Regions from separate parts of the Ovis aries genome. Here region 2 is linked to region 1. Evidence: chromatin contacts called from public Hi-C data. All regions are on one chromosome and are shown on one strand. The core of a region is the stretch at or near the end of the contact, and the rest is flanking DNA. Distances in the headings are between cores, read along the strand shown. Region 1 overlaps SRGAP1 (SLIT-ROBO Rho GTPase activating protein 1). Region 2 holds the start of SRGAP1 (SLIT-ROBO Rho GTPase activating protein 1).

What was found. A called contact is a pair of places that touch in the nucleus more often than the background predicts.
Region 2: a contact with region 1 is called in a Hi-C map of skin fibroblasts, with 2.7 times the contacts expected there. The contact joins the promoter of SRGAP1 here to the enhancer-like site in region 1. A contact is called at or near these places in 2 of 16 Hi-C or Micro-C datasets (omental adipose tissue and skin fibroblasts).

The regions. Positions count from the first base shown.
Region 1 is chr3:155,919,717-155,922,416 of ARS-UI_Ramb_v3.0, forward strand. All of the region lies in intron 1 of SRGAP1 (SLIT-ROBO Rho GTPase activating protein 1), which reads right to left. Among named protein-coding and RNA genes, the nearest start is that of SRGAP1, 120 kb to the right of the region's middle. Within about 2 kb of position 1,320, at least 9 of the 54 cell types and tissues checked have an H3K27ac peak or open chromatin away from gene starts, as enhancers often do.
Region 2 is chr3:156,043,569-156,046,268 of ARS-UI_Ramb_v3.0, forward strand. SRGAP1 (SLIT-ROBO Rho GTPase activating protein 1) reads right to left here and starts at 1,321. Exons shown (of 22, transcript XM_027967491.3): 1 at 531-1,321. The coding sequence starts at 597.

The DNA.
Region 1 (2,700 bases), core at 70-2,569:
TTCTCTTGGCTGCCGACATTCAGAAAGCTGTCTGAATGCATGGCACAGAGCCGTCTGCCACTCCACTGAATCCGTCTCTGGCACAGGTGCCAAGTCGCCCTGAGCTTAGACAAGCCCCAGTCTGCAGGGCACTTCAGGCCCCGTTGCCTAGCCTGTGGCTCTCCTGAACGCCAGCAGTTCAGTACAGGATGAATACATTATTTCTTCTTCCCTCCGGTTACAGGGTTGGCTGGCCGGGATCCTCCCAGAGGCAGAGCACTCTGCCCAAACCCAGTGAAACACTTCAGATTATTCTGCAGTCCCTCCCGGAGGTTGAAATAATAGCTACTTACAGTCCTCAGACCTATGCATGAGCATTACTTACAGAGGAAGGGTCACAAACTTATCACCTTCAGAGGCCAGACGAGTCCCATAAATGAGTGAATCAAGCTGGGTATGTAATACCAAGGAAAGACAAGGATTGCTTAAGCAGGAATACATACCTCATCCAGCCACCAGACTCCAGGTAATGACTGCTGTATAGCATGCCTGATGCAGTTATATGCCAAATCTGACCTTTTTAGACAGAAGCCAGAAATCTGATTTGGGGGTAGAATCACCAAATTTTAAAATATCAGCAACTAATTAAAACAAAATAAAACTCTGTCCAAACCATTGAAAATCCATCCTTGTGCCAGATTTTGCCTCTGGAATACCATTTTGTGATCAATGACAGAAATTCTAAGCTTTGTAGATGAAATTAATACCTTCTCCAGTTGTCAGAAATTGAAGAGAAACAAGATTCAGATTAATGATAACTTTGGGGCCCTCATGAGTCAGGCAACAATGTAAATGATATGTGGAAAACCAATCAAAATCATTTAAGGTGGCATATTTAGTGAATAATATTTTTTCCTGGCTTTTTGTAACTTGGATGTGAAGTGGGATTTCTTCTAAAACTCTCATACTCATTCTCAGAATTGAGAAAATTCTCTCCTGGGGCTCAGCCTAAATCTGGAGGATGGTCTGAAGTCTAATCTTATTGGGACAGTTTCTCAATATGAGAACTGTCCATGCTGACTCTGGGAATCAGAGAAAAGCACAATTGCTCCCAATGCTGGTACAAATCCCATTAACTATCACTGCTATCAACGGCTCTACTGGACAATATGTGATTCCCACTTATATTTTGTTTCTCTCCTCTTTGGACATGTGTTAGACAAAAAGAAGAATCACAGAATCTCAAATGTACAACAAGCTTAGAAATCACTGAGTCTAGTGATCAAACTCCCCCCGAATCCAAGCCTGTCCAGAACTTACTATCTCTTTCCCAAGAACAGTCTGTGCTACTGTTGGGCAACTCCAACCTTTAGAGAAGTCTCCTTGAACTGAAACAAGAACCCCCTCCACTGGTTCAACAAAAAACATATCAAATGCCAACAATATGACTCATGCTAGCTGCTTTTATATAAAGATGAATAAACTGGGGCACCCTACCCCCTCTGCAAAGAACTCACAGAAATACTTTTCAAATTAAATATCAAACTTCCACAGATACTGTGTATGAGTAAGCACACTTAAGAGACAGGGCAAAGTCAACCAATTAAAAAGTTCAGTGTGTAAGACAACTCATGAGAAATCAATACTTAAAGGAAAAGAAAGGTTTAACAGTTATGGGGAAATGGTTATGAATACTTATACGAAACTTCTTTCAAAAACCATCTTTTTCTAGTCACTCTGGAAACCAAAGGCTAAAAGGAAGACTACTGCCAAGTTCATTACCTACTACAATAGGAGCAGATTTACTCACCCATAACCTCTGTACTTGAATCTCTGTACAAATCCAGATTTCAGTATCACCACCTTTTTTCACTTAACAAACCTTTCATTAATATCTGTAACCTTGTTCTGCAATGCTCTCCCTTAAGCTTAAATCAAGTAAAAGATATTCAGTCAACATCCTACCCACTTCTCTAAAATCTCAAATTGCCCAATTAAGAGAAAATCAAGAAAAAAATTTAGTATATGGTAAAGTTCACATGACAGTTAGCTGCTGAGAAGAGTTGGTCCAATACAAACTTGGTCATAAATTTAGCAGAAAGCTTTATTTCTCCCACTGAGCATAAGTGAAAATTTCCTCTGTTACTATGATCATGCTACTATGATTTGTTTTTCCTTTGAAAGGCAAGTTCAATTCTGAGTCCTGACCTTAGGTAATTTACATAATCTTATTTCTCAATTAAATCCAATTTCATAGGGTTGTGATGAAAATTAAAGTAGCTAACGCATGGAAAAAAATAGCTTCCCATAGAAAACTCTCCACAAATGGTACCTATGAATATTGATATTATTATTACAACTGTTGGTCACAAAACATCTTCACATGTTTCTCAAGAATACACATTTTTGTGAGTTCTAACACACTGTATACTCCATTTTGGGGGTGGTGATCATGCCTATTAAAAATCCACTTTTATTTTCTCCATCATTCATGTAAGACATACTCATTTTACAAGATTATAAAAGTAGAAAGAAGGAGGGAAATTACCCATCTCGTGAATACACCTGTTAATATGGCAAAATTACTTTCGTGCTTTTTAAAAATAGACGTGCTGTGTTCTAAGTTGCTTCAGTCATGTCTGACTCTCTGCGATCCTATGGACTAAAGCCCTCCAGGCTCCTCTGTCCATGGGAATCTCCAGGCAAAACTACTGGAGTGAC
Region 2 (2,700 bases), core at 71-2,570, 120 kb after region 1:
TATAGAAGGGGGACTCGCCCTGATAAATTAGTGATTAGTGCAAATGTCGCCAGTTTCCTGCACTCAAGGAAGCTCTAGACCACTTCGGGTCCAGACTTCAGAAAAATGACTCTTTAAAAGAAAAAAAAAATTACATGACAGTGTATCAATGGCTGTGACAATAGTATATTCTAAAAAACATAAAATAAAAAAAGATGCCGGTGATGATAACTGGGGGGGGGGGGAACCTCTGCTGCTGCCTACCTCCTATGTAAGCTGCCGCTGAAGGTGGTTAATTTAAACCCAGTTCTCCCCTACTGGAAGTGGCGAGCGGGCAGCGGGGGAGAGCCACCCGGTTTCCAGCTCCCCGTGGACCTGACGGGACTGGGACTGAGACTGGCTTGCGCGAAGCCCCGGATGGCTCAACCAGGCGCTCCAGTTGTCTCTCACCACCTTCCTCCAACGCAGACCCCCAAGTTAGAAACGCAACTCCCGGAGCACAATGACAAGAAAGCACACAAAAGGAGCAAGGCAGCCGCTCCCATCCGTACCTTTGACTTGACTTTCATACTCGGCGATGATCTCTTTGTCCTTTTTGAATCTGCTCGGAGTGGACATTATCCAGCTGTTCTGGGTTTGCTTTCAATGGGCAAGTTCTGTGAGGGGTCACCGACCAGTCAGTCTCCTCGGAGAAGCAGAGAGTTGTACTCCCAAATGCCGGGAACCCAGAAGCAGCACCGACGGGAGGGAGAGGAGGAGGAGGAGGAGGAGGAGGAGGGGAAAAAAAAGGAGCGAGCCGAGGACTAGATTAACCCGGGCGCTGGCACCATACTCTCGGGATCGAGCTGCCGTCGGCGATGCGGAGGGGCGCCCAGGGCTCGGGGCCGGAGGGGGCCGGAGAGGCCCGGCGCGCCGGCGAACTCCAGCAGGCGAGTGGCGGGGGGCGTCTCCCTGCCCACCCCACCCGGAGCCCGGCCACTTCCTCTACAGCCGCTGGGCGGACGCGGGGATCGCGCCGGCGCTCCGCACCATTGTTAGCCACCCGCACGGGGAGCGTGGGGCAGGGCCAGCCGGGGAGGGCGGGCGCCGCGACCCTCCCTTCCTGCTCAGCCGCCCGCTCCGGCGCTCAGGGGTCCCGCCCGGGCTGGGGATGCTGCTGCCGCTCCTCCGTCGGCACACACGGCTGCTACTGCCCCGGGCAGGGTAGAGGAATCGCAATCCTAAAACGAGTCCCGGGCGGCCGCCGCGAGGGCGGCTAACGCGCTGTAAGAACGCGTCCTGGGCGCAGCCCCGGCGGAGTTTAGGTTTCCACCGCCGGCGCCTCGCGGGGCCTCCGCCTCCCGGGCCACCGTGCGCCGAGACGGCCTCTTTCTCCCGGTCCCCCTTGCCGCTGCTGCCCCCAGGAGGCCGCCGGCTACCGGCACACCCGCACGCGCCCCTGGAGGAGCCGCGCCCCTGGCGGCCGCAAAGTTGCAGGCGCGCTCACGGCCCGCGGCTCCCCGGCGCCTGGGGAGTGAGCTGCGGGCGGCACCGGCCCGGGCGGCCGCGCCGGGCTCGGCGAGGCGGGGCAGGGCTCGCGGGAGGGGCCCGATCGACCTCTCTTCTCCACCCTCGCCCCGCTCCTCCCCACCGGCGCGGTAAGCAAGCGCGGCGCTTCTCCAGGAAGATGGATGCCTCTTGTGGCCAACCGCAGCCCGACCCTGCGTGCCGAGCCCGGCGGCCGTGGGCGACGCCCCCAGCGCCTCCCCGGCTTGCGTTGCCCCAGCCGCTGGAAAACCCCACCCGACCGGTGGGCAGTCTTCGAATCTGTGTGAGGGCTGTGGTGGGGCTCTTTTGAGTCCAGTGGGGAAAATCAGACTTTGGATGTCTCCATGAAAGAATAGGATGTTACTCCCAACCCCAGTAGAAATACTGGAGTCTGAATTGTCTTGGATGTTAAGAATAAAAATGTAAAAAAAGCTAAGCTATTCGATCAGGCAGAGAAAAATATCCATCTTGAGCACCGTATTCGCCCCATCCTAAAAGTAGCTAGAGAATGTCAGCATGGTGGGAAAGGCGTGGTGGGGAAACAGGTAGTACTTAAGATATCTCTGGGTTTGGGCGGACACATTTAGCGTTTGGGACCTTCTCCACTTCCCAGGGGCTCAGTGGTAAAGAATCCGCCTGCCTGTGCAGGAGATGCGGGTTCGATCCCTGAGTGGGGAAGATCTGGAGGAGGAAATGACAACCCACTCCAGTATTCCTGCCTCGAAAATTTCATGGACAGAGGAGCCTGGCGGGCTACAGTCAACAGCATGGAAAAGAGTTCGGTATGACTGAGCACGCACGCACAATGTCCTTCTCCAATATTACTGGCCTGATTTATCAAAGTGATTTGTCCAAAGGCGTGTCCGTATCAAATGGTGCTAGATCTAAACAGAGTAGGGACTTTGAGACTTTATTCATTCTTGTATCCAGTGATAAGATTTCTTACTGTAGGCCAACCACCAAATATGAACTAGGGACTCAAGAGAATTCTGCCCTAAAGGGTCTCAAGATCTATTGTTGTATAAATAAGTAATTACGGGCAGTACTGTAGAGCTGTAAGAGAGCTACTCCCTCTTTGGGAGCCTTGAGGAAAGAAAAATGCACCGAATAAAAGGCTGGGGGAGAAAGTCTTCCCAGAGAAGAGATATTTGTACTGGATTTAAAGGGCTGCGATTCATGGGGTCACAAAGAGTC